2 separate regions of the Mus musculus genome follow, and region 2 is linked to region 1. A link is a contact called in public HiChIP or PLAC-seq data. All regions are on one chromosome and are shown on one strand. The core of a region is the stretch at or near the end of the contact, and the rest is flanking DNA. Distances in the headings are between cores, read along the strand shown. Region 1 has its middle 32 kb from the start of Gm22013. Region 2 holds the start of 4932702P03Rik (RIKEN cDNA 4932702P03 gene).

Region 1 (7,866 bases), core at 3,370-5,869:
TGGGAGCAGAACTCAGAATTTATATCCAAGTGGCTCCTTTTACCAAGGACGGAGTGAAGACCTACATTAAGTGATGTATTCCATTAAGGAATAGCTAGTGTTTGTGGCTAAATCTCAACACAGCTCAGATTTCTTCTCAGGACTCGAGAGACTATATGACTCACAGCGTTCAGTTCTTGGAGATAGATGATGACTAAGAGAAATTAAATTAAAAGGATCAGGGGTTTGTTTGACTTCAGAATGACTTTAACAGAATAACGAGATAACGCACCTAAGTTATCTGTAATGGCAGCCAGCTGGAGACCCATGCTCCTGGAGACAGGCATGGTGTGAACCTGGGGACATGATCACATCCCCTTGTGTCCCTCTTCGTAATGGGATCCTATTGATGGCCGCTCATAAGTGCCTGGTGGGAACAGGTATTTTGCTGCATCCATTTGGAAGAGATGTAGGGAGCAGCAGAAGGTGGGAAAGGAGGAGAAATGGAAGAACCAAGCAGTCACCAGGTCTAATTAGTCTGTCTCAGAGTCGCTGAATGTCCTGTATAATTTCCTTGCAAAATGACCAGGCTTTAATCCTTTCAGCGAGGTTAGTGGGCATGAAGACAAAAGCAGGAACTGACAAGTCCATGGAGTTGGCTGAGAGATTATGCTCTTGGCTCCTGCTATTGACTTTTTAGTTGCTTTCTTTGGTGTAGTACCTACACATATTTGACAAGCCCAAATAAGAATAAAGTCCGGGCAGGAACAATGACCCCTTATTAAATGCAGAGATAGTTATGAGTCACAAGAACTCAACAGAAAGCCTCAGTTCCGGTAATTAGCTTTTTTTTTTTTTTTTTTTTTTTTTTTTTTGTGGCATTTGATTTTGGGCTTTTTCTTTAATTATGCAGAACTGCCCAAAGTATTGAAACGGCAGGCTGGAACATGCTGCCTTCCGCAGGGGAGTAGAACTTCTCAGCCCTCGCCACTCTTATGAGCCAACCACTAATTTCATCCTGTCTCTCCCCTAAATGGAGTTGGAAACCTTCTAAGCCTTTTGTGTGAATCCAGGGGTGCTGGAAAATAGTCTGGCAAATTCTGACAAGCATCACTTCAAGAGTACATTTATGCCTTGGCTGAGAAGCCTGAACCAAAAGCTGCTGGGTTGTCATGGCAACAGACATACACACGCACCCGCTTCTGAAATGACACAACCTTCCCAACGGGACCGGCTGTGGAAGGCAAAGCTGGCTTATCCACGCGCTCAGAAGGGACGGTGCTTGCGACCCCGGTGTGGTGTCACAGGGCACGCTACCCCTTCTAGCTCGCTCACTGTCACCAAATTCTCAGTTTTCCTTCAAGCCCTGTGAAATTGATGCCAAACAGCAATGTCTGATTGCAAAATAATGACTACTCCATCCCAAAATGTTTTCCATACTTTTCCACAGAGGTTTGGGGTATTGCTCTCCTACACTGAAGGGGAACATGGGCGAGCCGGAAGGAAGCCCACCATAGCAGGAAGTGAAGTTGAGCAGGACTAGGAGGCCTTCCTAGGAACATAAAGGTCCCAAAATGAGCAGTTAAGTCATCACTCACTCTGGTAGTTCCTGAAGAACGGAGTATCCACAATAGAATGGAACTCATATGTGAAAACAACAGCCAACAATAAACCCACACAGGAAATAGCGCACACGGAACGGAAGCGAAATTCCTGAAGGTGAGCCTCAGCAAGTTACAACAGAGGGGAAGGCTGGAGCGCGTCCCTTCCATTAGGCTTGAAATGAAACCACAGGGACCTATTCATGAGAAGCAAAATTAGCCTCCAGTTCCATTTTTGTGACATTAGCGGTGGCGGTGAGTGCTCCACAGCTAGACTTAATTGGCACTAAACACCTGAGAGGAAGGAAGGCACAGAGAGCACCTGGGTCTTAAATGATAAGGTCTTCTTGAAGCTGGGAACATTCTGTACCTAGAGATGGAGCCAGCATCGCAAGCAACCCGAAAATCAAAGTCCATGTCTGTTGGTAGTAGTGGATTCATCCCATTTTTTCCCCTCTCTAGACCATAAATATTTGAGTCTAGATACTCTGAAGTTAAAGATCCCAGTCCCTCAGTTCTATTTTTTCTGTCTTGTGATTAGCCAAAAATTTTAATTCCAGTTTTAATTTTGGATTAAAATTTAAAAAAGAAAAAGTTTTAAAACCTAGGGAGAAAGATACTCTCATTGTGTATTCCTGGGTGTTACAGTTGGTTTTGGTAAATACATATGGTGCAGGAAAAGAACTAAAGGAGCCTGCCTCAGGAGACGAATGGAAAGGAAATCCAGCCAGCTGTCAAGTGTGGGGGCAGAGCATAGGGCCTGGAGTGGTGTTAGAGGAAAAGACACAGACCCTTTCTAGGCAGAAAAAAGCTCTGACGCTTGTCTCGGTTCCCGTTCTCCTCCGTATTACATCTACCCTATTTATATTATTGTTTTGTTTTTGAGACAGGGTCTTAATGTAGTTCAGGCTATTCTTAAACTTGCTATGCAGCTAAGTGGGGACCTTGAATATCTGATCCACCTGTGCAATGCCGGAACTTCAGGTTATGACACCACGCCCAGTTGTATTCTGTGCTGGAGATCAAATGGAAGGCTTCTGTGTGCACAGTCTATTAACAGCGGCTGCCTCTGCTCCCTAACCTTGCGGCCAGTTCAAGTGCGAGCATTTGAGATGCTCCGTCGCTTTCTCCGCTGGTAGCTATCTATCAAGTCCTTTCTCAAGATGTCTTCAGATGCCCATCTTTCACAAAATTCCCTCCACACCATGTCACCTGGGCGTGACTTCCCTGTCAGACATTATTTGTTCTCCGGTGTTACTCCAATGTGAAGAGTTACCACATAGCTGAAACGGACACCAGTGTATGAGCTGAGTGGGTTTCACCCAGCCACCGATGGGCAGGCAAGCACTAATAGAAAATCAGAAAGTTACCACTCTGCCCTGGAGCATCCAGTCTCAGCAGGAGTAAGCACATCTTCTCTCACTGAAGTCCAACCAGGAAGTCCAGTTAGGGGAAGGGGAGCCAATGACAGGCAGCAGAGGCAGAGACAGCCCCCTGTGCAACTGTTAGGAGACCCACATGAAGACCAAGCTGCACATCTGCTCCAAAAGAATAGGGGGGCCTAGGTCCAGTCCCTGCTTGGTTGATGGTTCAGACTCTGTGAACCCCATGGGCCCAGATTAACTGACTTTGTAGGTCTTCTTGCAGTGTCCTCGGCCCCTCTGGATCCCTCAGTCCTACCCCCCACTCTTCCACAAGTCCTGCCTGATGTTTGGCTGTGGGCTTCTGCAACTGTGTGTCCATCTGCTGCTGGATGAAACTGCTCAGAAGCTAGGCTCTCCTTCTCTGAGAAGGGGTGCGGGGAGGATAATGGAAGGAGGGACTTGTAGAGGTGGGACTTGGAGGAGAAGGGACTGCAATCAGGATGTACAGTGAATAAGTAAATAATAAATAAGAAAGTCTAAAAGTTCTGAAAACTCTAGAGCTCTTCTCTGTGAGGTTTGGAAATCATAGAATCTTTCAAACTCGCATTTCTGCGTCACCATGGACATATGAGAGTCATTGGAAAGCAGAAGTCTGTGACTAAAGTTCCCATCGCATCCAGGGAAGCCATTATATTGCATTCATGTATTTGGGGATGACATCAATTTCCATTAACGGCTATGCTCCTTGTTAGGTTTGTGAAATACCACTGTGGCGCCACCTTGTGGCCACTACCCAGAACGCTTACAGAATCTTGTACTTGACCATCACAGAGGTCTTGGCTCCTCACATCAATATTTTTATATTTAAAAAATAAAGTGAAATACAGCCTTGGAAAATCCTAAATCTAGAGAGAGCTTTTACAGTTTTTAGCTGAAGTGAACCCAGTGAGGATTCATAGTAGTTACCATGAAAACAAAATTAGAGTTTGTACTTGATATTCATTGCTAGATTTCCCTCAACATCATTGGGTTGTATTTCCACACTATTTCTTAAATAAAACTGGCCACTGGTCTGTAAAAGTTGCCATATTCCGTTTATGTTAATTAATTCTTCACAGGCCGTTTAACTTCTTTTTTTAAAAACTTGTATCCCTAATAATTTTTAATTAGTAGTAAGATCTCCATTGAGATTAGATCTTGATCAGGAAGGGGGAGGGGGGTGTGTGTGTGTTGTTTGTGTTTGTGTGTGTTGTGTGTGTTTTGTGTGTGTGTATGTGTGTGTGATGTGTGTATGTGTGTTGTGTGTATTGGTGTGTGTTGTGTATGTGTGTGTGTTTGTATGTATGGTGTGTGTGTGTTTGTGGTATGTGTGTGTGGTGTATGGTGTGTGTTGTGTATGTGTGTGGTGTGTGTGTGTTTGTGGTATGTATATGTGTGTGTGGTGTATGGTGTGTGTTGTGTATGAGTGTGGTGTCTGTGTTGTTTGTGTGTGTGTTGTGTATGTGTGTGGGGTGTGTGTGTTGTTTGTGTGTGTGTTGTGTATGAGTGTGGTGTGTGTGTGTGTTGTTTGTGTTTGTGTGTGTGTTGTGTATGAGTGTGGTGTGTGTGTGTTGGGGGTGGTGGTAAGTAGCACAGGGCATGCTCCATGCCTCCTGGCCATCCCCATTCACAGATCCTGGTGTCCTGGGGCTGGTGGGAGTTGCAGAGATCTGATTGAGGTACAGTCAGGGAGAGGGTGATTCAAAAGCTTCTATTTATTTAGTTTTAGAATCGTTCTAGACAAAGAACTGGAAAGAAATGCCCTTGGCATTTACATTTCTCCTACCTGGAAACAGTACTTGAAGTTTCTATAGAAATTCTCTACTGAATAAGAATGCTCTGGAAAACAGGGGAGGGGGTGTGGGGGTGGCAGGTGGAGGGTGGGGCACTAAGGATACTGACAGTGTGACCACTGTCAAGATGAGCCTGGCCTGGTGGTACATGCCTGTCATCCCAAGCTTGAGAGTCGGAGGCCAAAGATCAGGAATTGAAGGTCTTCCTTGCATTGCTGTCCCAGAACAAGAAAATCACAAAAGGAGGAGAACAGAGGAGGAAACTCACCGCCCCTCCTCCCCCACGAGCTCCCCAGGGAGGTCAAAGCCAAAGGTCCCTATGTCTTAACCTGAATGTCTGAGCTGGAAAGCTGTTTCACTATTCTAAAAATAAATAAAAGCCAAGGCTGGACCCTGGGTTTAAGACTCTGCACATTAAACCATCTGAAGGACAGCCTGGGAGGCGGTGATCTGTGGAACTCCTCCCAGCTTTGGAAACATTGGTTTTTGACTGTCAGTCATCCCCAGTTCCTGTGGTCCTTTAGTGAGTTCCGGCACGTGGGAAGCTGTGTTTCTTTGGGGTCAAAAGTCAGACTTGTAGGAGACTGAAGCAGGGATGGGTTTTGAGGTGTTGGTTTAATCCATGGGCTTCTGGGTTTCCAAAGGATGCTACATTTGCCCTCAATGCCAGCGTTCAGAAAACAAATTGTTAAGGGTAGACATCTTGTGTGGGATTAAAAGCCACAGGGATGCTCGGTTTTTCTAAATAACAAGTTTGTTTGTTTATAACAAGTTTGTTTGTTTGTTTGTTTGTTTGTTTCATGTAACCAGGCTGGCCTTGAATTCTCTATGTAGCTGAGAATAACATCTAACGCCTGATTTTTCCTTAATTTCCTGGTGTGCTATATCATAGACATATACCAGCCAATATGTTTATACAGTGCTGAGATCGAACCCAAGACCTTATACATAAGTAGGCTAACAACTACTCTACCAAAGGAACCAGTTACATCCCCAGCCCACACATGAACCATTTATGCCTGCATGCAGGTCTGTGTACCACACGTTTATAGCGCCTGTGGAAGAGAGCATTGTCTCTTCTGGGACTGGAATTACAGATGGTTTGAGCTGCCATATAGGTGTTGGGAGTCAAACCTTGGTCCTGGAGGAGCAGCCAGCAGAGCTCTTAACAGCCGAGCCATCTCTCCAGCCCCAAGGGAGCCACTTTTGAAAGCCTTTTACTCAGCAAGATAGTTCTATAAATGATTGTTACTTACAAGTTACAGACTGAACAAAACCACTCAGAACCCCATAAAAGCTTTCATTTCAGGCTACTGTGTGCAGAAAAGAGGGGCATTATTTTACTTCCATTTATTGACATGGTGATGGGGGTCCTTCTGTTAGATATTTGCATAGCTACAATATGCAGAGAAGACAGGATTGGGTTTCCCTTGGTAAGGCTTATGATAATGTACATGGGTGATCTAGAGAATATCTGTGCTAAGCAAATGAAAACCAACCACAGGGCTAGGTGTGAAAGGTTCATGTCTAATACTGGTGTCCAAGAGACTCACGCAAGAGGACTATCTTAAGATTTAGGTCAACCCAGGCTGCATAGTAAGGGCCAGACCAGCCAACGCTACAGAGTTAGGCCTTGTCTCATAAAAACAAACCAAAATGGAATGAAAAGAAGAAAAAGAAGAAGAAGAAAGAAAGGACAGAAGGCAGATTGCAGGCATGAGTGTTCTGAAGGACTTTGGAAGTTCAGCATGGCAGCCAGCGAGGCAGTCACTATAAATCCTTGGTTTTCCTTCAAAATGAGAATTGCCAGAACCCCTCAAACACTCATTATCCTATAAACACTCATTATCCTATAAACACTCATTATCCTATGGTGGTTGCTGTACATTTGTCTTCTCTTTTTGCTCTACTTTTTTTTTTTTTTTTTTTCTGAGACAGGGTTTCTCTGTGTAGCCCTGGCTGTTCTGGAACTCACTTTGTAGACCAGGCTGGTCTTGAACTCAGAAATCTGCCTGCCTCTGCCTCCCAAGTGCTGGGATTAAAGGCGTGCACCATCACTACCCAGCTACATTTTTTAAAGTTAAAAAAACCCAAACATATGCATATTTCTCAAAACCTCATTTGTATGAATTCCACAATATGAATTGTCACACAGTGATTTTCGAATTGGTGAACATTCCCTGTAAAACAGTGGCCCTCATCTTAAAAGGTCCTGGACAATTTCAAATAGAAAAAAATATATAGAGAGGAAAGTGTTAAGGATATGGAAAAAGATTGCCTCTGAAATGAAGATGGCGAGAGCCAAGAGGCTAGAGGCTGGGAGCTAGAGATTGCAGGCTGAGACTGGAGGGCAGGAAGCTGGGAGATAGAGGTTAAAGGTCAGGACTGGAAGCAGGAAGCTCTAGAGGCTGAGACCCAGAGAATAGCAGCTGAAGGCTAGAGGGGGCAGGAGCCAACAAAGGTTTGAATCTCCAGGAGACCATAGTTAAGGAGGGCAGTTTCATTAGACACTTCCTCTTTTTCTTTCAGCTTGTGTGTGTGTGTACGTGAGTGTGTGCATGAGTGTGTGTGTGCTTGTATCACTGCATGGATGAAGGTTAGAGGACAATCTGTAAAAGTTGATTCTCCCTCAGGGGACAGGAGTCTTGAACTGGTTGACTTTCTCTGCAAGATAAAGAATTAAAAGGCAGGAAAGTCTTGAGCACAGCAGATAGAGGTAGAGACATTGCAAACACAGCAGAGTAGCAGAGTCAGCGGTTAAAGAAAGACGTTGATTGGGGGGAGGAAACTCACAGGTACAGCAAGACACAGAGGGAAAAACCTCTCTGCCAAACAGAGGGGGCGGGGCTCAGATACAGAGAGGGGGCGGGGCTCAGATGCAGAGAGGGGGCGGGGCTCAGATGCAGTCTCTCATCTGGGGCTCGGGTTTAAGCATCAGTTGATGGGCCCTCCTCTCCTAATCTAGGGATGGTCAGGGTAAATGACAGGGTAGCTGAGAGGTCTACAACTTTGGTGTAAACATCTGGCTTTGAACTTGTCTGACCAGTCCTTCAGCATGCTGATCTCACTGGCTGGAGAAAAAAAAAAGCC
Region 2 (7,866 bases), core at 2,926-5,425, 390 kb before region 1:
CAATTTAAGTAAGGAAAATCTAGGTCCTTGTAGACATGGCTCCCATCTACCTAGAAGCTGTTTATCCCCAATAGGCAACAAAGGAGTTCTCTGCTCCATGCCCATCTGTGCAGAGAGCCCACTGGCATACTCTGTGGATGTTCTGTGAGACATCTACAGGAATGATAGCAGAGCTAGCTGCGGTGGTTCCTAAACACTAAGTCCCAAGTCACTGGGAACTTCAAATAAGGACGTCATGGTTCTTAAGGTCCCTGAGCATAAGAATAAAGTAGAAGTCTTCATCCTAGGGACCCCACCCAAGTGGCAAGAGTCACAACTCAGGATGTTCATGGTCTGTTTATTCTATTCTTCTGTATAGTTGGTTTCTACCACATTTTCTAATTAAAATTTTTAAATTTTATGGACATGGCATTTTGCCTCTATGTATATCTGTGCACCACATGTGTGCTGGTTCCCTCAAGAGGCCAGAAAAGGGCATTGCATCACCTAGAAATGGAGTTATAGATGGTTGTAGTCCACCTTGTGAGTTTGGGGAGGCAAATCCTAGCTGGTCCTCTGAAGAAAGGCAGCCAAATCTTAACTTCTGAGCCACCTTGCCAACTCCGACATTTCTAATTTCTTAAGATTTGTGCCCATCTTTTTTTTTCAATTAAGAATACAAATGCCTTGCTGGCATTTTGTAGAAAATGAATACACTCACTGAATGTGAACTCATTCCAAATACACGTTAAACAGTGTCAACCAGCAGGTTCCTGGACTGTGCGGCAAGTTTGTACTTTTTGTGTGTGCATGTTTGATTTACTGGGTAGATCACTGGCCCACACATTTGTTACAATAAATGTAATCAATTTTTGTGATTAAAATAATGGGGATGGGTATCAGAGGTAAAGTATATCATTAGCATACTGGAGATGATGGGATTAGTCATCACCAAAACGTTAACATGAAAGAACATCTTACTTAGAAAAATGCTTTTGGGTTATGGGAAGACGAGTTTGGCTTTTGATATTGTTTTTAAACAGGATCTCCTGTTAGCCTTAAACTCCTGGGCTCGGATGATCCTTAGCTTCCCAGATATCTGTAACAATAAGCATGTTGTCACCAAATCAGCTAAGAGTCGATTTTTTTTTATTATTATTTTTAAGGGTTTTTGAGTTTGGGCCTCATGTAGTTCAGGCTCACCTGGGAACTCTCCTGCTCCACTTCCTGTGTTGGAGTCACGCCTGCGACCATGCCCAGCTAAGGAGTGTTTTTCGATGAACCTTTGTTACTGTTCCATAAGATATGTAACAGGTGGGAGTTTTTGAAGATGTCTATACAGTTATGTAAGAACAAGGCTTAATGAACCACAACCTGTGAGCCAGATCTGACCTGCCACCTGATTTTGTATAACTCATGAGTTTAAAGTGTTTTCATATGTCCCAATGGATTGGGTGGGTTAGAACAGTTGTTTCCTGAAACCTGTGAGTGAGCAGCCTCAGTGCCCCATGCCTGAGTAGCTGTGTTGTGACAGTATGGCCTACAGAGCCTAAAGGACTTGCTACAAAGCTGCTAAAAAAGGTTTACAGCCCTTATCTATACCAATCGAAAGACACTGGCTTCCCCTGCTTATGAGGCATTATTTTATTCTATTAAACACCTTCTGTGAAAAGGGCACATTTTCTGAGCCTTTGTTATTAGGGCTTCTTGGCAGTAATTATCAACTCAAATGATACTAGCCTGATACTAATCCTGTCTCCCAGGTAGTGGGGCTCACTGAAAGTGTCAAGAGTTCATCTGTGTTTTACATCTGAGGGCCTTTAAGCAGGGCCCCAAAGCAAGTGCTTGGTTCTTCTTTCGGTATCTTTGCTCTTCTGGGACTTGGGGGAGAATAAAGATCAGACACACAATGTAGACAAGCCTATTTTGTGATGTGATGACCTTCAAATTGGATCCCGTGGCTTGTCCTCTCTGAAGGCCGGAGCCCAGTGTTTTAGTTACCCCTGTGCAGCTACTTCAAAACAGAATTTTACTTGAATACTTAATACTGTGACTGTTTCATGCCATACTTTGTGAGACAAATCTCATGAGTTGTTGAGAAATATATATTGCTCTATAAACATGTACACATTGCTTCATTTTTCTAGTGTGTGACATTGTGTGATCAACAGAGTTGAATCTAATAAATGTTTAACAGGATTTCTTATTTCTGGGTTAAAGTGAGTGGCTGTGTTGGTTTTGCCCTTTTTACACCAGATCATTGTTGACAGCTTTTTTTTTTTGAATCGTTTGAGTTTTGAGTGGGTAGTGTTAGATCAATGTGGATATAAAATTATACTTCCTCACCAACAGTGCCCGATCAGTGAGGACCTCGTCCTGGGAGCTAAGCTAATAGCACTGGCACTTCAGCAACACCACGTGGTCCAGACCTGTGTCTTAGTTTCAGGGATGGGCAGCTGCCCAAGGTCATGCCCCAGCTCTCTCCAGTCTGTCTTCTACACACTCCACAGTTAGCCACTTTCTCCAGTCTTTTATTTTTACAGAGAAGTATGAGAAAGGCATTTTCTGAGCCCCTGGTATCCAGATACGATCCTGGAATACGAATGTGAACACTTGTCTGAGTGCATTTTCGGTTGCTAATAACACAATACCACAGCTTGGGTAAGTTGTATTGTTTTAGCTCATGGCTCTGATACAAGGTCAAGGCAATGGCCTTGCTAGCAGAATCCCTAGGCGGTATAGAGCATAATATGCAAAAGACCTAAGCAAACTGGCCTTTACAATAGAGTCACTCCTAAAGCTCCATTGAATTCCTAAGTGGTTGCATGGTGAAGGCAAAGCCTTAGTCAGCTATGAAAAGGTCCTGTATGACCCCGCCTCCTGGGCCTACAGGTGGCCCGTTCCTCGTGGGAGTTCCCCCACTAGGTGCCCCCCCCCCAACCCTCTGAGGGGCTTAGTCACCTTATGACACCAGTAAAATTGGATTAGGACCCAGCCTGACGGCTTCATTTTGAACCACTCCTAAAGGGCTCATCTCTTCCTACATTCTAGAATTTGGGGGTTAGGAGATCAACGTACAGATTTTGCCCCCAGGGTCCCCTGTGCCCGGGGGAAACCGGCTGTCTTCAAATTTAGACTTGGAATGTTGACACGAGCTTTCCCTCCCCATCCCCAACTCCCAGAGAGTTCATTTAAGGAGCAACAGCAGTGGGAACTCCAGGCAGAGCCTTGACCAGGGTTGAGCAGAGACCAGGACGAGAGGGCAAGCTCCCAGGCCTCAAGGCTCAGAGTTCCTCGCAGGTCCCAGCTGGACATGATGAAGGCAGGAGGGTGATACTGCTTCACAAATCAAGACAGAAAGGGTTGGCTGTGGGCTTCAAGTACTACCTCAATATGGAGCCTGCAGCCTTCGCTCCCAGACCTGATGGTTTCGCCCCTGCAGAATGCACAGGGAACCGCCTCTGAGTGGCAACTGACAGAGGCGCAGACAGCCCCACCTTTACTCTGCTCTGTGGCTACTAAGCTCCTAGTGGGGCTTTCTTCCCAGAGCGCCACAAAAAAAGAGGACCCTGGGTGATTCCCCCAGCGCTGCTCAGAGGGCCTCCTCCAACCCCTGGCTTGCTGATGAGTTCAGAAAGATTCAGTTGATGAGGGTTACAATAGTCCCGAGGACAGAGGCCAAGCCCAATCCCGAGGAACCGGAAGCACAGCCAGACTCTGGCATGTCCATACCAGGGGCACTTTCCTTTACATGTTGGGCGGTCCACAGACCTCTGCTCTCCGGGGAGTCACTTCAGCAATGGGAAAGCAGAACGCGGGAGCGCTAGAAGCCTCTTCCTCTAAGAAAAAACGAAGTGTGTTCTGGGGCAAGGGAGAAAGCTGACCTAGAAAAGGAAAGGGCGGGGGGGGGGGGGGCATACATAGTTAGACCTTTGAGAACATTTTTTAAAGTTTTTGTTTTCATGACAAAAAAAAAATGTGTTTTTTTTTTGTCATGCTATCATCACTATCTATCAGCTATCTATCACCGGTCACAATACCTGAGATTTGATGAATTTACAAGAAGGAAGGGTCTATTTTGACTCACCGGTCTAGTCCACCGTTGTGAGCAGCTTACTTTGGGACCGGGCCCAGAATGAGCATCAACAGAGCTGGGCTGAGGAAAACGGCTCCCACGGCGGGTGGAGAAGCAGAGCGAGGAAGGCACGCACCCAGTGAGGTCACTTCCTTCCACCGGACCCCACTTCTTAAAGCTTCCAGTGTGTTCCAGCAGTGGCGGGGTTTGGGGATCAAGTCTTCCCACACATTGGTCTTTCTGGGACATTTTAGATCCAAACAGTGGCCGAAAGTCATTGTCATTGGGCTGGTGTGTATTTGGCTCATCTCCCTTTCAAAAACTCAGTAAAATAAAGAACTCTTGCAAGACCGTAATGATCAAGGAGACTTTTAATTCACAGACCTGAGGAGTAGCACTCTGGGTCTCAGAACGGGACCTCCACAATTTACCCCAACAAAATTGCTAATAGACTGATGGAGACAACTTCGTGGTGGAAGAGATCCAAGAATGAATACATCCAGCATCAATTCTACAAAACTAGAAACTTCAAGGACGTCTGGTAATGTGGTTTAAGGGAAGGTGTGTCTATGAAGGGTCGCACAGAATCGTTTAGGGTGACGTATTCATTAGCTCAGTTAGAGCGGCGGCTCCAGGGCATGGACATATTCATCACATTATACTTAGTATGTGTAGTTTATTCTAAGTGAATTATACCCCAATATACTTTTTAAAAAATTACTTTTCCTGCAGTGCTATGAACTGAATTTAGGTTCTCACACACGTAGGTAAATTCCTAGTTGTAAATTGGTTTTTGTTTGTTTGTTTGTTTTATAAATACTGTCAGGGCTGTGCTACAGTGTCTCAAAATACAGTGGGGAGAGAGAGAGAGAGAGAGAGAGAGAGAGAGAGAGAGAGAGAGAGAGAAAGGAAGGGAAGGAAGGAAGGAAGGAAGGAAGGAAGGAAGGAAGGAAGGAAGAAAGAAAGAAAGAAAGAAAGAAAGAAAGAAAGAAAGAAAGAAAGAAAGAAAGAAAGAAAGAAAGAAAGAAAGAGAGAGAGAAAGTTAGTTTGCAGCAGGGACAGAATGTCCTTTAATATTGATAGAAAGCCACTGAGCTGAGACTGGTCAATTCAAGCTGACTGTCCTCAAGAAGGACCCGTGAGTTTCAGAAATTGTATTTGTTTTCCCAATATAGATACAGCAAATAATAGTTTTAGTCTTTGTTCATTTGGGGTGTGTGTGGTGTGTGTGTGTGTGTGTGTGTGTGTGTGTGTGTGTGTGGTTTTGTTTTGATTTGAGACAGGCTCTTTCTACGGAGCCTGACTGTTCTAGAACTTACTATGTAGACCAGGTTGGCCTTGAACTCACAGAAATCTGCCTGCCTCTGTCTGCTCAATGCTGGGATCAAAGGAGTATGCCATTATACCTGGCTAAGTGTTTTAGTCTTTGCAGACAACCCCTATTACAGTCCATTTAAAACCTTTTTGTGGGCTGGAGAGATGGCTCAGTGGCTATGAGCACTGACTGCTCTTGCAGAGGTCCTGAGTTCAATTTCCAGCAATGGTGGCTCATTACACATAGTGGTGGCTCACAACCATCTGTAAAGGGGATCTGGTGCCCTCATCTGGCGTATCTGAAGACTGTGACAGTGGACTCACATACATGAAATAAATAAAACTGAAAAAAAAAAAGTCTTTTTGTAAGATAAGAGCAGCCATGGGGTCATTCATACATAAACACATGAATGATCATGGTCCAAAAACTTTTTACAGACACAAAATTTGAAATTCATATTAGGCATGTGATCAAAACATTTCAATTTTTTTCCCAACCATATAAATCCTAAAACCTGGAGCTGGAGATATAATTCAGGGGTAGAGCCTACCATACACCAGACTCCAGGCTTCTGTCTCCAATACTGAGGGAGAAAAAAGAAAAAAGATTACAGTAAAAGCATTTTTTAAAAATCCCTTTTTAGCACATGCAGCATAAGAAAACAGGTCTCCTGATCCATCTCCAGGGACCCTCTCTATAGGGAGGACCAGAGGATCAGAGGATTAAACGGTCCTCCTCGGTGCCTGGCAGGCTGCTTGAACTGACTGTTCTCAGCAGGTTTATCTCTCGGTGTTAGAGGACATTCTGTCCTCCGCTGGAGAGGCTTGTAAGTGGCAGCCGTGCAGGCGAAGAGTGTAGATTCAGGCCAGTGTCCCTTGACCACAAGTCCCAGATTTAGCCACATTAGCAGAAGGAAAATATAGTTCTCCTTCAAAGAAGACTTCCTTAGATCATCATATGTATGGAATACAAGAATCAACACCTTGTCAAAACATGTGGAAGATAATACATTTAAACGAATAAAATCAAGACTCAGCATCCAGGATATCTTGGTCACATAAAAATAATAATAATAAAAAAAAAGTCCTCACTATGTGAAAGAAGTGTTGAGGAATACTTTTTTTGTTTTGTTTTGGGTTTTTTTGTTTTGTTTTGTTTTTCGGGACAGGGTTTCTCTGTATAGTCCTGGCTGTCCTGGAACTCACTTTGTAGACCAGGCTGGCCTCGAACTCAGAAATCCGCCTGCCTCTGCCTCCCGAGTGCTAGGATTAAAGGCATGTGCTACCACACCCAGCTACCTGTTTTTAAATTACAATTGTGTGTGTGTGTGTGTGTGTGTGTGTGTGTGTGTGTGTACATGTGCATATTATCCAGATATTTTGTGTGGAGGCCAGAGAACAACTTTGGGGCGTTGGTTCTTTCTGTCTACCATGTGGGTCCTGGGAATCAAACCTAAGTCTTCAGGCTTGGCAGCAGGGGTCTTGCCCTGCTGATCTATGTCACTGTTTTCTTACTTCACTGGATGGCTGTTTACTTCTTGAGACAGGTCTGTAGCCTGGGCTGGCCTTGAATACAGTAGTAGTTGTGGATGGTGATCTTGAACTCCTGATTTCCCCACTCCCACCTTCCAAGTGCTAAAATCACAAGTGATGGCTGTTCCTCATTGTGTGTCTTTTGTTTGTTTAAGACTTATTTATTTTATTTATATGAGTACACTGGTTGTGAGCCACCATGTGGTTGCTGGGACTTGAACTCAGGGCCTCTGGAAGAGCAGCCAGTGGCCTTAACCGCTGAGCCATCTCTCTTTAAGGTGTCTTAAACATACTCAATTGCAGGATGCTGGCATTTGAATCTTTCTAAAACAGTAACTAGTTGTGCGCTCAGCCTCTGAGCCCTATAAAATGCTTTCTCCCACATGCTACAACAGTTTCTCAACCTGTGGGTTGCAACCTCCATAGCAGTTATATATCAGATAATTGCATTACGATTCATAACAGTAGCAAAATTACAGTTATGAAGAAGCAATGAAATAACCTGTAGTTGGGTTCACAACGGCAGGAGGAACTGGATTAAAGGGTCTCAGAATTAGGAGGGTTGAGGACCACTGCTTATTTTTCTCTGTTCATCAATACCTCTGAGAGTCTTGGAACCCAAGATCATTAGTTATTGACAGAGCAAGATGGATGCTGAGGGGCTAGCCTAACCCCTTTTTAGTCCCCAGGAAACAAGTGGGTCACAAGACAGGATCCATTTTCCAGTACCCATTGTGATGTTTATTTCTGATTCACTATAGAGTCAAGGTTCTTTTGTGATGGATGGATCAGAGAGACCAGGCTGAGTTCAGGCAAGAACAGAACCAGCAAACCCACTGCAAACCTAGAAGGAGGGTGGCTTATAGTGTGCTCCAGTGGAAGACACCAAGTCCATGACCTCCCACTTTGTCTTTAGCTTCCAGACACACTCGAAGCTTTCCTCATCATCGTAGCAACAGAACTTT

What was found. HiChIP or PLAC-seq counts read pairs in DNA pulled down with a chosen protein or histone mark.
Region 2: a contact with region 1 is called in an H3K27ac HiChIP or PLAC-seq map of embryonic stem cells, with 4 times the contacts expected there. The contact joins the promoter of 4932702P03Rik here to the enhancer-like site in region 1. A contact is called at or near these places in 1 of 39 promoter capture datasets (liver), 3 of 484 Hi-C or Micro-C datasets (CD8 T cells and bone marrow-derived macrophages), 3 of 115 datasets of contacts at active chromatin or transcription factors (astrocytes, bone marrow-derived macrophages and embryonic stem cells) and 3 of 9 other capture datasets (adipose tissue, embryonic stem cells and liver).

Annotation. Positions count from the first base shown.
Region 1 is chr13:24,514,929-24,522,794 of GRCm38.p6, reverse strand. It overlaps a transcript of Ripor2 not described here. Among named protein-coding and RNA genes, the nearest start is that of Gm22013, 32 kb to the right of the region's middle. Within about 2 kb of position 4,619, at least 15 of the 459 cell types and tissues checked have an H3K27ac peak or open chromatin away from gene starts, as enhancers often do. A contact at or near this core is called in embryonic stem cells, where this site is marked.
Region 2 is chr13:24,901,909-24,909,774 of GRCm38.p6, reverse strand. It overlaps 4932702P03Rik (RIKEN cDNA 4932702P03 gene), which reads right to left and starts at 4,175. Exons shown (of 3, transcript NR_045182.1): 1 at 4,067-4,175. Aldh5a1 (aldhehyde dehydrogenase family 5, subfamily A1) reads left to right here. Exons shown (of 10, transcript NM_172532.3): 10 at 1-2,196.